Regions from separate parts of the Mus musculus genome. Here region 1 is linked to region 2. Evidence: chromatin contacts called from public promoter capture Hi-C data. All regions are on one chromosome and are shown on one strand. The core of a region is the stretch at or near the end of the contact, and the rest is flanking DNA. Distances in the headings are between cores, read along the strand shown. Region 1 overlaps Gm52714 (a long non-coding RNA gene). Region 2 holds the start of Tnfrsf18 (tumor necrosis factor receptor superfamily, member 18).

Region 1 (5,530 bases), core at 1,756-4,255, 41 kb before region 2:
TTGAGGCTCTGGGCAGCTGGGTGCCTGAAGGGGCTGAAGGGCCTCACTTGGCCCACTGGGCTCAGGCCTCTGCCAGGAGCAAGGGTCCCAAGGGTGGGCAAAATAATTTTGTATGACAGAGCTTTCCTTCTGCCGGGCCATAGGCCACTGCAGCCTCCTTTCTGTGCTGGGGTTGCATCAGACATTGCCTTAGGGGCCCAGCTGTGACACCTGGGGCTTGGGGGGTGCAGAAAACAGGGTGGCATTCTCTCCTGTAGCTCTGTCATCAGGCACAGGGCTTTGGTTTTAAGCTGGAACACCTGCTCAGTTCTCCCGCCTCAGCCTCTGGGGATGGGGACCCTGCTTCCTGTGGGGTTTCTGCTTCCTCCGCTATGCAAGCTGAAAAGAGACTTGTAACCCAGAGCAGTGCTGCGCCAGCGTCCCCGTCATCTTCCAAAGCCCACATGGCAGGAGCTATTCTCCTTCACTTTCCTATACCTGCCCCCTAACCTCATGCGCAGCAAGAGCAGCTAAGCTCTCCACATGCGCTCCACCAGGGATTTAACTCTGAGAAACCTATGACAGGGTGACAGGGTCACCTTTGCTTCTGCTTAGCCTGGGCCTCTAGAAACCTCCCCCCCTGCTCAAGACGGCATCTGCTCTTAAAGGAACCTGGCATTTCTAGGTCTTGCCTCCCTCTTCCTCAGAAGCCATCCACTAAGCTGGTCCATTCCCTCTACACTAGTGTTCCAGCTTTCCCCAATTCCTGACCCATGGGCCAGTCAGTCCTACCTGAAGCCAAATCTGGCTCTGCAGAGAAAGATGACAGCAGCCAAAGGAATTACACACACACACACACACACACACACACACACACACACACACACACGCACGCGCGCGCGCGGAAGAGAAGACATCTTTGCTTCTCTGGAAACAAAGGCAAAGAAAGGCCTGCGTGACCCACAGTGGTTGACTTACTAACCCCACCTGACCTTTCTCTGACCCCCATCTGTTGAGGCCTCACAGGCCCCTCACAGGCTGGGTCACTTACCTCAGACCTTGATATAAAAATAAAATATTCTGATTTCTACCTACAGCCTGCAGAGGCACCAAGATGAGGTGCTTTATCCAAAGGCACAAGAAGAGAGAAGGAGGCACTGGACACCCGAGTTACACGGGGTTAGTAGTGAGGACAGAGGAGAAGAGATTAGAGGCTATAGGTCAGAAGAGCACTTAGGAGCCAAGTGGCTGCTGTGGTGCCACTTCTTCTATCAGCACCCAGAACTGCAATGGCTTGGACAAAAGTGTAATGCTCACTTTAAATGCTCAGTGTAAATGCTTAGGAGTCCCAAAGTAGGGCATGGCAAGGTGTCTATTGGCTTTCGACTAGTTACTGCCTTGAGCACCCCGAGTGTTTGTAACGGGGACTTCCCTGTTCCTATTCAGGGTGGTCAGATATTTGACCTGGGGTGCTAGGAGTCAGTATGGCCACCGGGAACAAAGAAAAGCAGGGGCCAGGAGGCCTGGGGGCCAGCCACCAAGGGCTACCATGCTCCCTTAGAATACTCTTTGCCCAACTCAGGCAAGGCTTCCTGCAGGCTCAGGGCCCAGCCCAGAGAAGTGGAGTTGAGAGAAGTGAAGGCCAGCATACTGGCCTTACTCCATAGGTCTGGAGGGCTTCCTTGAAGCCCATGCTGCCCCATAGGACTTCCTGCCCCAAGAGAGAGACCCAACCCTATTATCAATTGCTTGGCTCTAGCTTGGACTCAAGAGTCCATACCTTTCTCCTGAATCGAAGATTTTCAAATTAGATGCTAATGCAGACGCCAGGTGCTGCCTTTGCATGCAAATCTGTTACCTGTACCAATGTCGTCTTCTTCCAGAGCTCGGGCTTGAGGCAGAGCCGTAAGCGAGGAAAAAGCTAGGCTCCAACAGCTATGTGTAAATTCTCTGCAACTCCGCAGTGTGGCTGCGCTACTTTCGTGGAGATACCAGGAAATACCGTGTCTAGCACTATCCATGGGTACACAGAGCCAGACTTTCTTATACTGATTGACACAGGACAGATTTGCGCACAGGGACACCCAGAAGTAATAATGGGTCTCTTCTTCTGCCATCTTTGATCAAAGCCTGAACAGCATTTATATACTCTCAGGGGAAGGCTCAGCATCAAAACTCTTTATTTACAGTTACTTGGTTTTGGTATTTTTTAGATAAAAGTGTTTCAATATTTTGCACAAGCTGGTATCCAGCTCTTTGGCTCAAGGGACCCCTTTGCCTCAGCTTCTTGGACATAAGTTGGGTTAAAGTGTGCACCACCACATCCAACTCAAAGCCACCTTTTGTTGTTGTGTTTTATTTTTGAGACAGGATCTCACACTTTAGGCCAAGCTAACCTCAAACTTCCTCTCCTTTCCTTGGTTCTGAGATTACAGACTTGAGCCACCAATAGTTCACTGTGCAGGTAGAGGCAAGAGGATCGGGAGTTCAAAATCATCAGTAGCTACATTGAGAATTCAAGGTTGGCCTGAGCTACAATGAGACCTTGTCTCAAAGTAAATAAATAAAGCAAAATCAGAGAGAAAGAAAGAAAGAAAGAAAGGAAGGAAGGAAGGAAGGAAGGAAGGAAGGAAGGAAGGAAGGAAGGAAGATAGCAAAAAACAACACAAAATATTCAAGATCAATCACTTAGAGGTGGGATCTGGTATGTGTCCCAGGTGAACATAAAGCTGACATGGGTTCACCAAAAAAGCAAACCCAGCTTTTTGATGGGAGCCCTGAGTTGTACTTTTATGAGCACACATTTCTAGGCTTCAAGTCCTTGGTTACCTATCCAGCAAACACCAAAGACACCCTCTCTGCAGCTCCTACCTGGACTCCTGGCTACTTGAATTTAGGATGGAACATAGCAGGATGCTGGGAAACCCTGGAGGTTAAAGGCAAGGAGGTGGGGTCAGATAGAGGACAAGCTGTGGGCAGGGCTCAGCCAGCTCAACTCAAACAGGAAGTGGCTCTGCCTATCCACTTCCCCTTCCTTCTCAGGGTCTGAGGAATGCTGAGGTATAGAGCTGTGAGGTAGGTAAAGCTCTGACCTTACTCCCTTCTTCACAGAATCTACCCAAAGCCCTGCTGTGGAAGTCCAACAGCGCTCAAGGTTGCTCCTTCAGGACCATAGTGTCAATCCTGCTGACCACTCATCCTGGGCATCTTCTCTCACTCAAGAGAATGGCAAATTGGCCTGCAACTTCTCAGAGACCCCTTCACAGGACAGCCACTCCCACACCCCTATCGGACTTCCCATGCTCAGTTCTGTGCCTCCAGAAACCTAGGTGACAGGAGGTTGGGAGGGGCGAGGCTCGGCTGGAGCCTGCTGAGACTGATTTGCCTCAGATTTCCATAGCTATCTTGGTTCCACCAGCTGGGATTTTTCTACCCAGCTCCTCTTCAGTTCCAAGCCCCAGAGAGCCAGCCTCCCTGGAGGTTTGCAAGGTTTCAGGCACCGTGGGCCAATTGAGCTCCAGGGTTGCTTGCTTGAAGTGATTATTAAGAGCCTATAATGCTAAGATCCCTGGAATTTTATTTGACAGGTCATTGAGTTTAGTATGAAATTTGGTATGAAATTTGGGCTTGGCCCAGAGGCATCTTGGGTCCCGAACTTCATGCTCATGTCCAGGAACCTGGCTGGCTGAATGTGATGGTCATCAATATCAGGGACTGATGTACATACAAAAACACCATCTGGAAGCAGGTCCCCGTGCAGGAGAACATAAAATCTCAACAGCAAATCCCATATATATATAATGTATTTATTTGTATTTTATGTATATTTATCTGCTTGTTGGTATGTGTATCATGTGTATGTAGGTGCCCAAGGAGGCCAGAAAAAGGACCTCTTCCTTCAGCTCTTCCATAGTTTCTTCTGTCCTCTCTGCAGAGCCATCACCTGCTTCCCAGACAAATGCTGGAATTCTTTTTTTTTTTTTTTTTTTTTTTTTTTGGTTTTTCGAGACAGGATTTCTCTGTATATCCCTGTCTGTCCTGGAACTCACTCTGTAGACCAGACTGGCCTTGAACTCAGAAGTCCATCTGTCTCTGCCTCCCGAGTGCTGGGATTAAAGGCGTGCGCCACCACCGCCCGGCTGCTGGAATTCTTTACAGCACAGTAAATCATGAATTAGCCTCAGTTCCTACCATCAATAGGAAATATCAAATGTACCACATACCAATCACCAAGACTCCACAAGCCTCCTTTGCTTCACGGGAAGTCTGCAAGAAGTCTAAGTTGAGATCTCTTAGCTGCCAGACCAGAGGGTACCCAGAACTCCATCCTCAAATTTCCTTTTTTCTATGGTACTGGCATCCTGATGCAAATGATCTCCATGGGGGAGGCTTAGTACACCTGCGATCCCTTGGCTGAGTAGAACAAAACTGCAAAGCATGTGGACATAAGAAGCTGATGCGTTGGGCTAAGAAGTTCAGATAGCTGACCACAGGTTGGGCCTCTGGAAACCTGGGTGGAGTTATGGAGAACTAAGGTAGAACTCAGAGAGCAACTGAGAAAAAATAAGTATACAGTCTCAGGTTAGACAAATGTAGAAGAAAGCCGTGTTTAGGTGAATGTAAGTTTTTATAATATAGGTTCTGTGTTTTCTGCTCAAATTTTCTAAAAGATGCTACGGTGCCAGGCAGTGGTGGCGCACGCCTTTAGTCCCAGCACTTGATAGGCAGAGGCAGGTGGATTTCTGAGTTCAAGGCCAGTCTGGTCTACAGAGTGAGTTCCAGGACAGCCAGGGCTACACAGAGAAACCCTGTCTCGAAAAAAAGAAAAAGGAAGAAAGAAAGAAAGAAAGAAAGAAAGAAAGAAAGAAGGAAAGAAAGAAGGAAGAAAGAGAGAAACCCAAAACAAAACAAAACAAAACAAAAGTTGCTATGGTAAGTACCACAACCCTCAAGGTGGCCTGGGGAAGACACAGGAGAGTGGAGGGTTCAGGCAGAGAAGGTGGACATGTCAAGGCTGAGGTTGTCTACAGAGTCTAGTCCAATATTAACAGTCTGCTCTGTCCTTCTGACCCCAACTACATACTTGGACTGTTTTTGAAGCTTAGATCACAGACGTGGAGGACGGGGGCTCAGGATTTACTCAGGAGTGTAGCTGGGGATCCTTGCTTTTGGCCTTTCAATGTCAGGCCTAAGGTCACATGTTGCACATGCTCTGAGATGGCTCGGCAGAGCTGTGAAGGGACTTCAAGTTAACAGGGTGTCCTTTGGGGCATGAACACTGATGCCATGAATTTCCCATGGCCAAGGAGTCTATGGGCCCTTGAGTGGATGCGCAGAGCTGCAGGAGACAAATGGGTGTCAAGGTTGGATAAAAAGATGAACGTATGCAACATCTGTTTCTGGGCTGCTCGCCAGGTGTGCCTACCTGTCAGTTCCCGCCCTTAGGAGGGAAGCAGGATGTTGCCCCATGGACCTAGGGCAGAAAGCAGGTCCACAGACAGACCCGGGGCTCTCAATACCCCAGCCTTCCCAACCCCATGGCCTTTCTGAG
Region 2 (5,275 bases), core at 1,513-4,012:
CATTAGCAGAATCTCCTACTGTGGTTCCCAGAAATCCAACTCAATTCATCAGGCTTAGAGGCAGGAGGCTTTCTTTGTCTGCCAAGATATTTCACTCTGGAAATGACTGTGGGCATAGGATGACAAAGGGTGTCCCTCAATGCAACTCTGGGCTCCTTCCTTTCCTCCGTCCTTAGGACACAGCCACTCAGGTTACTAGACAAGTATTTATTCTTGTACAAGATCTTGTGCTAAACGTGGTGCTCTTGGTGGGCCCAAAGACCCTACTCCAACAGAGCTGTCAAATGAGAAAGGCAGCCATAGGGCCCAATCGTAACTCACCGCTCTCATACACCCACTTCCGCCACTGTTGAGGGGAGCAGGGCCAGGCCCAGGGAAGGGTGCAGAACATGGCCCCTGCTCTCACCAAGGGTATAGCTGGGCAAGTCTTGTAGCGTCTGGCTTGGGGCACAGAGGAAGACCAGGCCTCATGGCCACCGACCCCCCAGATGACACTTTTCTTCTGTCTGCTCCCCGCGTTCCTCCTCAGGGAACTGGAAGCTGCAAGCATCCTCAGCTGACAACTGCACCTCCGCGAATGGCTGGGTCTCTGTAGTAAAACTGCGTGCGGTAAGTGAGGGGCCTGAGACACATTTTCCCCTTCCCTGGGACACAACTGACCTCGAGGACACATGTGTTGCCTCCTCAGCTGCCATATGTGCAGGCCGAGCTGGACTGTGGTTAGGAAGAAAATGCATGCAGCCATGACCAGGAAGATGACAGTCAAATGGCCGTATTGCTCAGTGGGCAGTGGCTCCGGGATGCACACAGCATTGTGGGTCTTGTTCCCAGGGAACATGGTGAGAAATCCAAACTGAGAACAGCTGGGACACAGACAGACACTGTCAGGATTGGTTACCAAAGGGACCACACTAGAAGGACTGCTGTCCCCTAAGCCATTTGGGAGAAGAATGGGGGTTCTCTGGTGGTCACTGCAAGAAAGGGATAGGGGAGGCTTTCTTAGAACGGGCCTAGGCTACTCATCCAGGACTTACTTGGTCCAAAGTCTGCAGTGACCGTCACGACCTGCGGAGAAGGTGCCCATGGCACAGGCAACACACCGGAAGCCAAACACAATATCCCCTGTGGATAGACAGAATATTAGGACCCCTGAAGTTAATGAAGAAGGAGTCAGACAAGGGTCTATCTATTCACCAGGTCTAATGTCCACAGGTCTAGGGCCTGAATAAGCTATTGCTTACCATGTGTGCCTATTCTAGAACTGGCATGATACATTGGTCCCTATGAAGACGGACAGGATTGGTGGTAAGATCTGACCATAGTCAGAATAATAATAGTCTGAGAGCAGACCAGCACCTGGGCAGCTCCCCACAGCCTCTCACCAACATCCCTGAGAAGACATCCCCACCCTCACGATGGACCATTCCTGCCTAAGAAGAAGGGCTCGGGTACCCAGAGACCACTTGACCCACCTATCCCTTCTAGAATCTAGGATGTAGGTCTTTGCCTACCTAGAAGATGCACCCGTGAGAGCTCTATCTGCAAACATTCTTACATGTCTACACATGCTCACTGGGTATATCAGCTTGGCCCTAGGTCCAACTCATGATTGTCTGTGGCTTTTATCAGTCCCCTAGGAACATACCTTGAGACTCCACCCTCTGGCCTGGTTGGCAGGGGTAGTGCTTGCAGATCTTGCACTGAGGGTCTCCACAGTGGTACTCAGGTGTGACACATATGCACCTTTCTTTTGGACAGTCCTCCTTGCCTGGACAAGAATAAGAGCCTCAGCCATTAGACAGAGCCCCTTCTCCAGAGCTTCTACTGATCCTTCAAGTATTTAGGGTGCTATGGCTCCATTCTCAATCAACCCCAATTGCAAGACCCTAAGCTTTGTCTAGTTCACTGTTTCATTTCAGTTGGCTGACAGCTAGCATATATACCTCCCACTGCTCTAAAGTTGTGGTTTCGTAAGTTCCATTGGATGTGGGAGTCACCTGGGGCTTCCTATGGGCCCTGGGCCCATGCTGCCCCATTCTCACCCCATATTGCCCCTCAAGGGACTAGAACAACCTCATCAGCTGCCTTCACTGATATCCACATCTCTATCTCAGAGACATGGGGCTTCAGAGCTGCCCCTTTCTATACCAGAAGTGTGGCAAGGTGAGGTGCTGAGATATTCTTCTTTGGTCCACAGACTGTCCTACACCTACAATTGTAAGTCACAGTCAGTGGACAAACCAGAGGAAATGTTGAGACTCCAACCCAGACAAAGAGTATCTTCAGTGATGGCTAAGGTTTGGTCCACCTAACAGATGGTCCTCTTTCATCTTGGATCCCCAATCCTTCTTCAGGGAGAAGTTCCCAGCCTCTTTTGCCTCTGCTCCCACATTCTGAGAGGAAGTTGTCCCTCTACCTCCTTATCAGAGCTCCAGACTCAAAGATTTACCTACCAACTCACATGTGCCCTGTGCCCAGCCTCCTCATATGAGTGTCGGGAAGGGCGCTGCTCTACAGCCTGAGTCCCACTCTCCTCCTTGCCTTACCTGGAGCATACAGGCTGCAGCAGCGAGTGTTGTTGCCACTTCCGTTCTGAACCTTGCCAGGGCCACAGCCAGGCTCCTCAACTACACTCGGCTGACCTAGGTCCAGCACACAGAGCATCGAGACTCCATACAGCATGGCCCATGCCCCCATAGTGCTTCTCCTGAGTCTTCTGTCGGCTGATTTCAGGAGTTCCCGCTCCAACTTGCCTTGTCTCTGCCTCTGCCTCTGTCCCCACCCCTCAGACTGGGCTTCAGGCCAGCTCCACCTCCAGTTTCCGGCAGACATCTGAGGTGTTTGTAAAGGCCTTCTGTGAAGTGTAGAGCAGAGCTATCCCCTTTCTGGACATCTCCTAACCCCTACATGCCTCTCCCAACTCCAGCAAACTCGCCCTGGCTAGGCTACAGAGGAAAAGGATGCCCATTCACATGTGCCACTGCTGCCACCTGTGGGCACCCCTTATTGTATAAAACTACCCCCTTCCCCCTTCTGCCCCAGGAAGTTCCTCTAAGCCTGGGAAACTAGGAGAGCCAGCGAGAGGAGTCCAGAGCACACACCATGCCTCGTTAAGAAGATCATCATAAAGTAGGTATTCCTAGCAAGTACATGAAGCCATGGGCGGTGTGGCCTGCCCAGGTCTAGCCTTGGCAGTTCCAGCTTGGCTCTCCCTGGAGCCACTTTTGTTCACTTCCTCACACAATTTTAGACAACAAGAAAGGAGTCCCAGATACAGGTGAGCCTCATTTTCTTGAACATGGCCAGCATGGCTCTGACAGGCCTTGCCCTTCTCTTCCATTCTCTCTGACTGGCTAGATTACACCCCTAAACTCAGGGTTACCTGCCCACCAAGGTCTTTTCTCTTATTTGGCCATTTCCTCCTCCGGAGGCTGACTGCCAAGGTTCCGCTATCAAAGTATTGAAGTCCAGCAATCAAAAAACCCCTTTGGTTCAACTAATTAACATGCCCAATTAAAATATACCACTGCATCCTAATCCATTCTAACACAGGCCTCCCCTTTTTCTCTTCTTAAAAATTGCATGTGAAGCCGGGTGTGGTGGCGCTCGCCTTTAATCCCAGCACTCGGGAGGCAGAGGCAGGCAGATTTCTGAGTTCGAGGCCAGCCTGGTCTACAGAGTGAGTTCCAGGACAGCCAGGGCTACACAGAGAAACCCTTTCTCAAAAAACAAACAAACAAACAAACAAACAAAAATTACATGTGAAAGGTCATTTGCTGCTGTTTTTGTGCCTGAGTCAGAAAACAACCACTTTAACTTTTCTTCCCTGCTTAGTAAAGAATCTCTCTGTGAGAACAGGTGTTTGTGTGTAGTTTGTGCCTAATCTGGGGTCTGAAAGAGAGCCAATGCTGTGCTGGGAGTCTCCTAACAGCTTCTTCGTGTGGCCACTGACGGTTCTGGAACCCTGCCTCTGTCAGGAGTCCTCTGCTGTACTCAGCCTTACTTCCCACATCTTCCAGCTGAATAAGCACAGGGAAACATAGTGAGGACTGTTGGGAGGACCGAGGGTGAATTTGAACATCTCAGGATATAACTGTGGTGTAACTTTAATTTTTTCACCCTTACTTTTAATGATGGTTCTTTTTTTTTTTTTTTTTTAATTCTTTTTTTTTTTTTTTTAAAGAGTTATTTATTTATTTATTATATATAAGTACACTGTAGCTGTCTTCAGACACTCCAGAAGAGGGAGTCAGATCTCGTGATCGGATGGTTGTGAGCCACCATGTGGTTGCTGGGATTTGAACTCCTGACCTTCGGAAGAGCAGTCGGGTGCTCTTACCCACTGAGCCATCTCACCAGCCCAATGATGGTTCTTAAATGCGTTAACTTCCCTTGTAGCCCACCACCCACCAGACATAGTGGGAAAGAAAGGACACAGGGGACGTGGCTCTGTTTAGAAAGGTTCTTTGGAGCAACTCCTGTCTGTGTTGTCTGGAAATCGGCAGTTCAGTTCACAGGTCAGCAGGCAGTCGCAGCTAGGTCTACTTGCAAACACTTCACAGATACACCAGTTCAGTAGAGTCAGGTTAGCAACAGCGGTGACATGCCCTAGCAGCCAGCCAGGCCAGGAAGGACTAACAGAAACACTAGAAGTTCTTGGCTCTGTCTCTCTCAGGGAAGCAAAGATCAGTGAAGACTCAAGACACATGAGCGGTGTACAGCTAGATGTATCAGCAAGCCAAGCTCTCTCTCCAACACTCGGTGGAGTCCTATTTTTACTCCCTCCAAATATCATGTGTCCTCCACGTGCTGAAGGAAAGCATGCCTGTAATTAGCAAAGAATCCTTCATCACGTGTCCTTTCATGCGCTTGCTTTAGCAGGGCATCCTCTCTCCTGTGTCTGCTTCAAGAGTCCGCCTTAGCTTTGCACACCTGTGTCCACTTTATTTTATTTTAAATATTTATTTATTTATTATATGTAAGTACACTGTAGCTGTCTTCAGACACTCCAGAAGAGGGCGTCAGATCTCATTACAGATGGTTGGGAGCCACCATGTGGTTGTTGGGATTTGAACTCAGGACCTTTGGAAGAGCAGTCAGTGCTCTTAACCGCTGAGCCTTCTCTCCAGCCCCCTGTGTCCACTTTAATGAAACATTCCTTCAACGTGATTGCCCCAGTAAAACCCCATCCAACCGCCTTTCCAAAGAACCCTTAAGTTTCCTTTTCACTATGGTTGTGTTCACAGGTGGGAGGCCATTGTGATTGTGATAGACC

What was found. Promoter capture Hi-C pulls out the DNA fragments that hold promoters and counts their contacts.
Region 1: a promoter capture Hi-C map of pre-B cells shows a contact between it and region 2, with 2.4 times the contacts expected there. The contact joins the enhancer-like site here to the promoter of Tnfrsf18 in region 2. A contact is called at or near these places in 17 of 39 promoter capture datasets (the 3T3-L1 cell line, 3T3-L1-derived adipocytes, the C10 cell line and 11 more), 4 of 15 datasets of contacts at CTCF or cohesin (CD8 T cells, large pre-B cells, pro-B cells and 1 more), 31 of 484 Hi-C or Micro-C datasets (the Ba/F3 cell line, CD4 T cells, CD4 single positive thymocytes and 19 more), 14 of 115 datasets of contacts at active chromatin or transcription factors (the 230-238 cell line, CD8 T cells, the HPC-7 cell line and 5 more) and 3 of 9 other capture datasets (adipose tissue, liver and pancreatic islet).

The regions. Positions count from the first base shown.
Region 1 is chr4:156,065,221-156,070,750 of GRCm38.p6, reverse strand. The region is part of intron 1 of Gm52714 (a long non-coding RNA gene); the gene reads right to left. Among named protein-coding and RNA genes, the nearest start is that of Gm52714, 3.7 kb to the right of the region's middle. Within about 2 kb of position 3,005, at least 85 of the 459 cell types and tissues checked have an H3K27ac peak or open chromatin away from gene starts, as enhancers often do. A contact at or near this core is called in the 230-238 cell line, the Ba/F3 cell line, CD8 T cells and 16 more, where this site is marked.
Region 2 is chr4:156,023,809-156,029,083 of GRCm38.p6, reverse strand. It overlaps Tnfrsf18 (tumor necrosis factor receptor superfamily, member 18), which reads right to left and starts at 2,762. Exons shown (of 5, transcript NM_009400.3): 1 at 2,547-2,762; 2 at 1,646-1,768; 3 at 1,035-1,122; 4 at 661-863; 5 at 190-589. The coding sequence starts at 2,697. The coding sequence ends at 468. It overlaps Gm16008 (predicted gene 16008), which reads left to right. Exons shown (of 5, transcript NR_169176.1): 2 at 530-609; 3 at 5,247-5,275.